2 separate regions of the Mus musculus genome follow, and region 1 is linked to region 2. The links are chromatin contacts, called in public promoter capture Hi-C maps. All regions are on one chromosome and are shown on one strand. The core of a region is the stretch at or near the end of the contact, and the rest is flanking DNA. Distances in the headings are between cores, read along the strand shown.

What was found. Promoter capture Hi-C pulls out the DNA fragments that hold promoters and counts their contacts.
Region 1: a promoter capture Hi-C map of liver shows a contact between it and region 2, with 1.7 times the contacts expected there. The contact joins two enhancer-like sites. A contact is called at or near these places in 1 of 39 promoter capture datasets (liver) and 3 of 9 other capture datasets (adipose tissue, liver and pancreatic islet).

Annotation. Positions count from the first base shown.
Region 1 is chr15:34,486,137-34,491,750 of GRCm38.p6, reverse strand. Rida (reactive intermediate imine deaminase A homolog) reads left to right here. Exons shown (of 6, transcript NM_008287.3): 2 at 3,072-3,177; 3 at 3,955-4,009; 4 at 5,072-5,140. Among named protein-coding and RNA genes, the nearest start is that of Rida, 6.3 kb to the left of the region's middle. Within about 2 kb of position 1,815, at least 13 of the 459 cell types and tissues checked have an H3K27ac peak or open chromatin away from gene starts, as enhancers often do. A contact at or near this core is called in liver, where this site is marked.
Region 2 is chr15:34,269,307-34,275,087 of GRCm38.p6, reverse strand. It overlaps Laptm4b (lysosomal-associated protein transmembrane 4B), which reads right to left. Exons shown (of 7, transcript NM_033521.3): 3 at 2,671-2,744; 4 at 1,738-1,860. It also overlaps the pseudogene Gm18949. Among named protein-coding and RNA genes, the nearest start is that of Laptm4b, 34 kb to the right of the region's middle. Within about 2 kb of position 2,002, at least 7 of the 459 cell types and tissues checked have an H3K27ac peak or open chromatin away from gene starts, as enhancers often do. A contact at or near this core is called in liver, where this site is marked.

The sequences.
Region 1 (5,614 bases), core at 566-3,065, 220 kb before region 2:
TCAGAAGCATTAGTTAACACTTGTACAGTTAGTCTCCCTCTTCCTGTTTAGAACGGCCCTGCATGGAGGCCAGAGTCCGGTCTCTACCAAGCTCCTACATAAACAGTATGTGGTAGCCCTCCTGTGATAACAGTACATGAGAGGCAGAGACAGAAACTCCCCAGAGCAAGCTGACTAGATAGACTAGTCAATCAACAAGTTCTGGGTTCACGTGAGAGACCCTGCCTCAATGTAGTAGATAAGGTAGAGAAGGATTGAAGAAGGCACCTGATGCCCACTCCTGGCCTCCGTATTTTGGGAACTATTTCCCAAAAGTAAAGACTAGTGTATAAAGTTTGTGATGAGTACACTTTTTGAAATTCTAGCTTCTCTCAAGAGAATTCTAATGTGCTGGGCTTTTTAGTCCTCAGCCCTGGGAATGAATGGAGTATTGTTACTGATTAGCTAAGCACAACTCAGCACATTTTAGGACACTGAGGACGGACCTGGAGGGATTGCAACACCAGTGCTATTGAGTGGCTTTCTGTTTTATTAGCACTGCCATAATATGGCACAGACCATGACTTGAAACTTAATTGGAATGTTTCTGAAAGTTTTACCCCCTGATTTTGGGCTTGGTTTGCTATCATTTAGGTGTTTCTCTGTGTGGGGTTTGCTTGCTTGCTTGTTTGTTTGTTTTCAGGTAACCTCACTGTGGTCCCAGACAGCCCAGAATTCACTACACATCCCAGGTTGGCACCACACTTGAGAGCCTCCTGAGTACTAGGGTTATAGGTTTGCACCATCATGCCCAGTATATTTCTGGACAGGAAGTAGAATAAAAGGCTTTTAAAGTTCTGCATGGGTGAAATGGTTCTGCAGGTAAAAGCATCATTATCCCAAAACCCAGTGCCCTGAGTTTGGTACCTTCATGGTAGGAGAGACCTGACTCCTGCAATTTGTCCTTTGACCTCCACATGTCTACTACAGTGAGCAAGAGCACACGCATGTACACAAACACACATACACACACACTAAATACAATGCTTTTTTTTTTTTTAATTAGGAGCTGAAAAGATGACTCAGCAGTTCAGAGTACTTCCTGCCCTTGCACAGAACCCAAGTGTGGCTCCATGTACCCACATCAGGTGGTTCACAACCATCTGTAACTCTAGTCCAGGGGACCCTGATGCCTTCTTCTGACCTCTGGGTACCCACACAGAAATGTGGCATGCACTCATGAAAACACACATACATATAAATAAAAATGAAGTCTATTTGTAAGATTGACTTATTTTTTTATTTTATGTACATGACGGTTTTGCTTGCATGAAATTGTGTGTACTGTAGATCTGAGGAGGTAAGAAGGGAATACCAGATTCCCTAGGCTTGGAGTTACATAGAGTTGTGAGCCACCATGTTGATGCCTGGGATTGAACCTGGGTCCTCTGCAGGAGCAGTAAGTGCTCTTAACAACTGAACCAACTCTCCAGCCCCAAAATAGTTAAAAAGAAAACATTAGGAAACAATTTCTGGAACCTACAACTGAAGGAGTAGGATTCTTAGGCCTAGGAAGTATCACGTAGTCAATTGTTTTTTGGGTTTTTTTTTTTTTAGCTAAACCTCTTTAAATCCTTGGGAGTTTCAATCTTAAACACAAATTGTCTCAGCTCCAATAACTACTTTTGATATTCTGGAAATAAATGGATTTTTTTTACTATCATAAAGTTTTTTATTATTGATGATGCATTCGAGCTTAAACTCTTTCATATGTTGTGAAAAACTGAAGATATTTTGCAATGGGCCTAGTGCAGATGGCCTAATTACACAAGGGCGGGGTGGGGGTGTGTTTATAGTGTTAACCAATAGTTCGGTTCAACCTGAGGAAAGCTCACACATTAAGAAGCTCAATAGTTATCTATTTAAAGATATGGGTAAAAGAAAGCCAGAGAGCCCTGTGCTTTCTGAGTTGTCAGAGCCGACCTCCAGCACTTCCTGTGTAAGGGATGAGCATACACCAGGATAGGGTGATAAGGGGACAGGAAGGAGGTTTCCTCTGGAGCCAAGGGGAATAGGACTGCTGGCTTTCGATTCTTTGGTGGTTCCGTCTCCTGAACCTGCAAAATCACCAGTATGGGAGGTAGGAAAGGTTTCAGCCACAGAGAAGGGTTCTCTACCAGAAGCTGGCAGTGGTGTATGGGACCTGGCCAGAGAGTCCAGGTTTTCCATACACAATACCTTTAACCCAGTGGATAGTAGGGAGGTAGAAAGTGCCTCCTTTAGGCCATCCTACACTGAAAGCTGACCATTCTTTACTGAAAAAAAAAAAAAAAGTCAGTCTCTCCCCACCCAAACAGTTAGGCCCAAATTCCCTGACAGGTGTTTGAAGTCCTCAAGTGTAACTGGACTAGGTTCGGTGGGGAAAGCTGCTGGTCTACCCCATGAGAGTTCTCAAGAGGCAAGATATTACCGTAATTTTAAGCCAGCCTAGAATACACAACAAGTTTCAGGCCAGCCAGGGCTACATGATGAAGCCTTGCCTCGAAAGCAAAGACACACCCCACCACCAAAAAAGTACTATTTTGAGCCAGATGTCTTTGCTGGAATTATCCATCAATGTGTAGTCATCTGTTGGACCTAGCAGAGATTCGTTTTGTTTATTGGAATGTTGTTTCCAAACATTCATGTGAAGCTTTGGGGTGTTTTAATTCTCATTTACATATTTGCCTAAGGGATAGAATAATACTGGGTATCCTAGGGTTTTATTGCTGTGAAGAGACCATGTGAACAGACACCATGACCAAGGCAACTCTTATAAGGACAATATTCAGTTGGGGCTGGCTTACAGGTTCAGAAGTTTAGTCCATTATCATCAAGGCAAAAGTACTTTCTCCCAACCTGTGACTGTTTTACATTCTTAAAGATGTCAGTAAACAAAATTTTAATTTAGTAAATGTCAGATTTATGAGTTTTTTTATTTTACAACTTTTACTTTTTTATCTTATTACTATTTTAGCATTGGCTTTTATGTTATCTATTATATATACATGTATATATATGTGTGTGTATATATATGCTTTTGTTTATTTCAGTCAAGCTGTGCAAGTGGACAGGACCATTTACATTTCTGGACAGGTAGGCCTGGATCCTTCCAGTGGACAGCTTGTGCCAGGAGGAGTAGTAGAAGAAGCTAAACAGGTAAGCCTGCACATGAGAGGTCCCCGTTGTAACACTACATGGTAATATCGAACCGTGGAGACAGTCTTTGATCCTGAGCAGTGATCACATGTGTTTTCAGCTACTCACTATTCGGTCTAAGACTTTAAAAAACTCTTTTATCTATTTTATGTGTATAAATATTCTATCTGCATGCATGTTTATTTAGCACATGTGTGCCTGTTGGATTCCCTGGAACTGGGGTTACAAGCGGTCATAAACCACTACGTGGGTGCTGGGAATCCAACTGTGTCCTCTGCAAGAGCAACAAGTACTCTCAACCAGGGGCCATCACTGCAGCCCCTTTAAGATGGCTTAACAACAGAGAAAACCACCTGCTTATTACCTGTGTTATCAAAAACAAATGCTGTTGTGTCAGATGGATTGGAAAGCTTATTTTCAGGGCCATTGACCTCCCTCCTCTTCCCAAAGTATGGATATGTAATTCATTACTGATGATTTGATTATTTGAGGTTTTATTTTGATTGGGGTTAGGGGTTGTTTTAAATTTTGAGACAGGGTCTCTTATAAGCTAGGCGGCTTTGAACTCACTATAAACTCACTAACCCCAGCCTCTTGCCTTAACCTCCCATGTACAATACCATATCCATCCCAGTATTCCTACAAAATAAAAAAACCTTTCACTACAATTCAGATTTAGTCCACTAATGGAAGCCAGTACATAATTGACTTGTGTGGAAATATCGGTTAAAGTAATTACACAGCATCGTCTTTGACCTTTCTTGACTTGATTCACAGGCTCTTAAAAACTTGGGTGAGATTCTGAAAGCTGCAGGCTGTGACTTCAATAATGGTGAGTAACTGGGTCTTTCTTCCCTGTTCATTGGTGGGTTTTGTTGTCTGTTTGTGTTGTTTGCAGCACTCAGGATCCAACTCGGAGCCTCATGCATGCCAGGCAAGCCAGCACTGTTAATGTGTGTTTGGTATGTCCTTGGTCTTTGTGGAGGACGTATAATAGCCAATCATCTGAGTATGCATGTCTTTTTTGGTAAAGGTTATGGAGTTGTTCGTTTACAGTATTCTGCCTGCACATATTCCTGCACACCAGAAGAGGGCACCAAATCTTATTATAGACGGTTGGGAGTCACCATGTGGTTGCTGGGAGTTGAATTCAGAACCCCTAGAAGAGCAGCAGCCAGGTGCTTTCAACCCCTAAGCCATCTCCAGCCCTAAAGGTTGTGGGGGTTTTTAGGTTTGGTTGGTTGGTTGGTTGTGGTTGGTTGGTTGGTTGGTTGGTTGGTTGGTTGGTTGGTTGGTTGGTTGGTTTTTTGAGACAGGGTTTCTCTGTATAGCCCTGGCTGTCCTGGAACTCACTCTGTAGACCAGGCTGGCCTCGAACTCAGAAATCCACCTGCCTCTGCCTCCCAAGTGCTGGGATTAAAGGCATGTGCCACCACCGCCCGGCAAAGGTTGTGTTTTAATGCTCTAAAAAACAACACCGGTTCCTTTCTTTAGTCTTGGTTTCATCAGGTTACTCATAAAAATTATACACTGGGATTTTGTTTTTTGTTTTGCTTTGTTTGTTTTGGAGGGGGTGTTGTTTTGTTTTGTTGGTTTTTTGAGACAGGGTTTCTCTGAGTAGCTTTGGATGTCCTGGAACTCACTCTATAGACCTGGCTGGCCTCTAACTCTTAGAGATCTACCTGCCTCTGCCTACTGAGTGCTGAAATTAAGGCATGCACCACTGCCCAGATATACACTGTTTTTCTAAGTCTTGTTTTGAGTTTGATAAAACGGCTAAAACTAAAGAAGAAAAAAATTATTTTATTTATATGTGTATATATATATATATATATATATATATATGTGTGTGTGTGTGTGTGTATATATATATTTGTATGTATCTGTCTTCTAGTGGTGAAAACAACTGTTTTACTGGCTGACATGAATGACTTTGGCACTGTCAATGAGATCTATAAAACATGTAAGTGATTTGACCTTATTCTCACTCACTTTTAAAGGGAAATAAGTCTGCTGATATAAATGTATCATTGTCAAGTAAAAGTGAGATGTGAAAATGGCATTTTGTCCTGACACAATCCATTATCTGGTTGGAAACACAGTAGTAGCATGCCCTTGTGAGAAAGATCTCTATTTCTATTGCAGTTCTTAAAAATATAATGTGCATAAGCTCTGCATATTCATTTTCCTAGAACCTAACTTTATTGTTTGTTTCTCTGGCTTTGTAAGCCTCCCCTAAATCTTTTTAGACATACAGACTTATTGCTATGATATGGTCTAGCTACCTTCTTGTGGCTCTCTGCAAATCACCGGGAACTTACTGAACATTTCCATACTAGTTCTTAGTCCGTAAAGTGAGGACAGGATTCTGCCACCTTCGGGCGTTGTCAGAATGATTACATTAATTATCCTGTACAGCACTTAGAACAGATACTGG
Region 2 (5,781 bases), core at 753-3,252:
CCAAAGTGAATGACTGGAGAGTAGCAGATAAGGTAGGGTCAAATGAAGCCACTATGACTGTGTGGCTCTCCAGCCCATGAACTGGACATACAGTGCACCACTCCACAGCACAGGGCAGCTACTGGCCTGTCTTCACATATCCTTACCATCACCACCAGCCCAGTCCCGTACATGATAAGCTTGTTGGGACTGAGTTTCTTCCTCTGTTGCAGCACGATTTGAGGAGCCCAGCAAGCAGATCATAGAGGTAACATGAAGTCTTAGTACAGAGGCTAATCCTCTACTGCCCCATCACAGACAGGCCCTTTCATGTTCTACTATCTCCCAAGAGGCAACTCTTAAAACTGGCACATGGAACTTTTTAGACACTACTGCCAATCAAAACATAGTCCTGGCTCTTCAATAAAAAGAACAACAATGTAGACATTTCTAAGGAGCAAAAATTTGGGGCCTTCTGTGGTGGGACAGGTCAGAGCAGGACTGTCAGCAAGACTACAAGCTTCTATCCTCCCCACCTCCTCTCTCCCCTCCTCAGCCATTCTTCTCTCCTCACTCCCCCACTCCCCTCAGCCATTCCTCTCTCCTCACTTCCCTCCTCCCTATCCCCACCAACCATTCTTTCCACTGGATCATCTAGTTCCCAATGCCACAGGAATCCTGTAGCCTCACCTCTCCTGGTCCTTACCCTGAGTTCAGAACTACTAGAGAGGCTGCGTGTAATGAACACACGGGCACAGTCTGTAACCCAAGGGAACAGGGAGCAGGCTGAGATAGGAGGCCAAGCCGGGCAACTCAGCAAGACCTGGTCTCTAAACTAAGGATGTAGCTCAACAGTGAAGTGCTTAGCTTGCGTGTGGCCAGGCCCTTGGTTTAATCCCTAATACCACATTAAAAAAAAAAAAAACAAGTAATAAAATTATATAGAGAGAACCTTCAAGAGTGAAGATTTACTGGGCAGTAGTGGCACACACTTTTAACTCTAGCACCTGGGAGACAGAGGCAGGGGGATCTCTGTGAGTTCGAGGCCAACCTGGTCTACAGAGTGAGTTCCAGGACAGCCAGGGCTACACAGAGAAACCCTGTCTTGAAAAAAAGAGAGAGAGAGAGAAAAAGAACAACAACAAAACAAAACAATCCTCCCCCGCAAAGAGTGAATGTTTTGCCATTTAAACAATTTTACGGAAATTACATTTTCAAACACATTCATAATTTTAAAATCCAAGGTTAAATAGTGCAAGGGTCCACAATTACTCCATCTGACGCTATTAGAAGCTCCTCAATACCCAGCCACCAATACTACCCACCAGATGTCCATAAAGTACTTAACATGAAATCAGGAAGAAAGAGATCTCTAGGGAACTAAGTCTGGAGAGAATCCGACAGCAGTTTCCTGTCTCCCACAAGCCAACAGAAGAAAGATCCCATCCATTGCTGACACCTAAGCAAAGCATATCAATGTTCCCATAGACACAGAAAATGCCATTCCTGCCCTCTGCCTCATCCCTGCAGGTCCTAGGAGGTTATGACAGTTATAACATCCTAAAAGCACCCTTGTAATTCAGAACTCCCACCTTTCAGCAAAAACCTCAACCATCTCACCAAATACTCAGCTGCAAGTTTAAGATCTGCTTAATGTGTGTGTCCCTTGATAGTGATTTGTTTGTCCTTTACTCAATCAGCGCCCCACCACCACCACCACCACCACGACAAGAGGCAGTGAGTAGGAGGGTCACCTACCAGCTGTCGTATGTATTCCTGAATGGAGTTCGGATAGACAAGCACAGTGATTGCAACCAAAGTATTCAGGGCAAAATCAAAGATCTGGTAACAGAAGAACGGGATGATCCAGGCAGCATGTTGCTAAAAATGAGAAAACAGAATGTTAGTATGTTGGATATAACAAGACACTGAGCTTATCAATATGAAGGGACCTGGAGGACTGGCAGTCATTAACCAGGCCATTAACCTGGCAGTCATTAACCAGGCACATGGAATGCCAGCGACTGGTGTGCCAAGCTGAAGCAGTGAAGAGACAGCAATGCTGGGGCAGGAGGAATGGCTCAGCAGTTGAGAGCACAGACTGCTCTTGCAGAGGTTTTACATTCAATCCCCAACAACCACACGATAGCTTACAACCCTCTATAATGGGATCTGATGCCCTCTTCTGGTGTGCAGGCATACATGCAGATAGAGCACTCATACACATAAAATAAGTAACAAAGAAAGAAAGAAAGGAAGGAAGGAAGAAAGAAAGAAAAAAGAAGAAAAAAGAAGCAAACAAAAATACCAAGTGTTCATAATAATGTGGGTTTTACCAGTTTTTCTAGTACCACAAGGAGTCAGCGAGAGATTTCTTAAGACTCTTGCAAAGAACTATGAATAATTCTACACTCAGAAAAGGTAACCTCAGATTATGCCACAGCAGCAGTTCTCAAGTGGTGGGTGGGTGGCAACCCCTTTGGAAGTTGAAAAACTGTTTCATAGGGGTTGCCCAAGACCATCAGAAAACACAGATAGTTACAACTCAGAACAGTAACAAAATTATAGTTATGAAGTAGCAACAAAAATAAAATAACTTTATGGTTGGGCATCACAATGAAAGCTGAAAACACTGCTCTAGTGGAAGGGCCTAAAGACAGGCCCCGCCCTCACCTCCCAACAGTGGCTTACCTTGTATGCACCGTAAGTAGCCATGGCACATATCAGGATCATGAGGAGAGAGATTGCGATAGCAATGCACATGTCTAGCAAAAGTCAAAAAAGGGGGGTGGGGAGAGACAATTAGATCCACTACTGAACAAACTGAGTTTCTCTTCATTTTGTTTATAAACCAATTATAGCTGAAAATTTTATATTAACCAGAGCTAACAAGTGCCAGGTGATGTCCTCACTAAATCCTAAGTGCCTACATGATTGCAAAGAGAAGAGGTGCTGGTTACAGAAGCCAAAGGAAGCCTTCTGGTCCTCACTAACTCAGTTATCCTGTAGCCACACAGGTGCCTATTAACTCAGCCATCCTATAATCAGAAAGCTGTCTCTGTACTTTATACACTCCTACCTAGATCACAAATTAAAACTCTGATACCTTATTCACTCAAAGTTAAAAATCTGTTTCTGTTCAAGATCCTAATGTCCAGCCGGGCGTGGTGGCACACGCCTTTAATCCCAGCACTTGGGAGGCAGAGGCAGTCGAATTTCTGAGTTCAAGGCCAGCCTGGTCTACAGAGTGAGTTCCAGGACAGCCAGGGCTATACAGAGAAACTCTGTCTCGAAAAACAAAACAAAACAAAACAACAACAACAACAACAACAACGAAAGATCCTAATGTCCCTATTTCCTCTAAAGCGATCTCTCATCTTAGTTCTCACCCTGGCTGTCAATGTCACCTAACCAGGATCAAACACTAATTGCTAGGCCTTATGTCTGAAGTTTTCTTCATTTGTAGTATGATCAAAACTCTGTTTTAATGACTAGGGTGGTCCCAGGTAGCTGGTGCTGTTCCTACCCTTCCAGTCACTGTGCCCTCCCCTCTGTCATGTGGGATTATAGCTACAGCACACATCATTATTCATCTCATTCTAACTGCTACTGGTGATTGCCAGTTTCTCTCCAGGTAAAGGGACAGTACACTGTTGACTGTCAGCACCGTCTTGGTGACGAATGCTCCCCGTGGCAGCAGCAGTTGGGTGCTGGGAGCCTCGGAGGAGAAGGTCGGTAACACGCTCCTCCAGATCCAGTTCGGAGAATATGAAATATCTCATCAATGGCATTTAGACTGATTTCAATAATTACAATTTACCTTGGTTTTTATGTGAACATATCATTTTCTAGTCACATTATGAAAAGCAACAACAAAGACCCAAGATTAACCACTGAACAATGTTGTGATGCCTATACACAGAAGGCACAAGGTAAACAGTTATTTTTTCAGGAAGCCTGTGTCTTTAGGTGTAACTAAGCTGCTAACTCCTGATGCTGAGAAGGCAGTGAAGTAGCTCTATTCGATGGTTTTAGAGATGTTTCATTCTCCCTGGCTGAGGCAGAGGTTGCTCTTTCTGAGCAGAAGATAAAATGAGGGTTTGGGGTTGAGAGCAAAGGTGGGGCTGTGACTAATTCTGCCATAGTGGTTAGTGTTAATTGCCAACTTGACTGGATCAAGACAGACCTGGATCAGTCAAGCACATTTCTGTGGTGTTCATAAGAGTGTTTCTGGAATGCTAAATAGAGAGGGAAGGCCCACACATGGGCTAAGGTCCCTTACACAAAAACAGGAGAAAGGCCCCTTAGAGCATGTATCCATGTCCCCATCCCTTCAGAACTGCCCATAATGACCTCAAATGCCCTAAACTGTAAGGAAAAGAGGGGGGGGGGGAATTGATGGGGGATGGGAAAGTGGGGGTTGGGGGACCTTCTCAATATTTAATAAGAAAAAAGTTAATTTGTGAAAACCAGGCCATTGACTATTTCAATGATCTTTATAGAGATAGATAATAGAGAGAGGCAAATAAACTCAAAGGTTTACTCAAGACATGAAAATATTAACATGCACTGTATGAGGTCTTTAGTAAGGACTGTGTGGCACACTCCAGAACTGACCTTGATTAGAGTCATAATTTATATGTCCACCCAAGAACACAAAACCCAAAGAATTAAAAGGTACAAATAAAACCCATGAAATGAAGTACACTATTGGCACTCACACAAACAGTGAGAGAGGTGAGGACATTTCGGAAATCCCATTTCTCTGTGTACTTCTAACCAGCTCTCCTGGACAAACTGCTACATCCCAAGCTCAGGCTGATGATGGTGTGTACATGCTCGGCCCAGGAAGTGGCATTATTAGAGGGTGTGGCCCTGTTGGAGTAGGCGGATCTCTGTGGGTGTGGGCTTCAAGACCACATCCAAGCTGCCTGGAAATGAGTTTTCTGCTAGCAGCCTTCCTTCAGATGAAGATGTAGAACTTAGGATCCCCAGGCTCTGCTGGCCTTCGAGCTGCTGCAATGTTCTTCCAATGAAAGCAGAGTCCCAGACCCACTCCTGACTCATGGATCTCTAGTAAAATAGTGAAATGTGGATTTTTGTCATCAACTCCCTTAGGGCTTCACTTCCGGTAACAAACTCCAGTACTACAATTTTGTAGCTTCTGAAGGGAGATAAGAAAATCCCTCTGTGGGAAATGGGTTTTGATCACGAGGCTATAAAAAAGAGCAGTGCTGTCCGCTGTCTTTTCAGTCAGGCGCTGAGTGGGTTTTCAGATCATGTCTGGTGGCTCCAAGGATTACAACAGAGAACATGGCGGCCCAGAAGGAATGGACCCCAATGGTGTCATCGAGGGCAACTGGAATGAAATTGTTGATAACTTTGATGATATGAATTTAAAGGAGTCCCTTCTTCAAGGCATCTGTGCTTATGGTTTTGAGAAGCCTTCAGCTATTCAATAGAAAGCTATTATCCCTGTATTAAAGGATATGATGTGATTGCTCGAGCTCAGTCAGGTACTGGCAAGTCAGCCACATTTGCCATTTCCATCCTGAACAGTTGGAGATTGAGTTCAAGGAGACCCAAGCACTAGCATTGGCCCCCACCAGAGAACTGGCTCAACAGATCCAAAAGGTAATTTTGGCTCTTGGAGATTATATGGGAGCAACTTGTCAATGCTTGCATTGGAGGAACAAATGCTCAAAATGAAATGCAGAAGGTGCAGGCTGAAGCCCCTCATGATGTTGCTGGTACTTCAGGGAGTGTTTGATATGCTAAATAGAAGATACCTTTCTCCAAAAT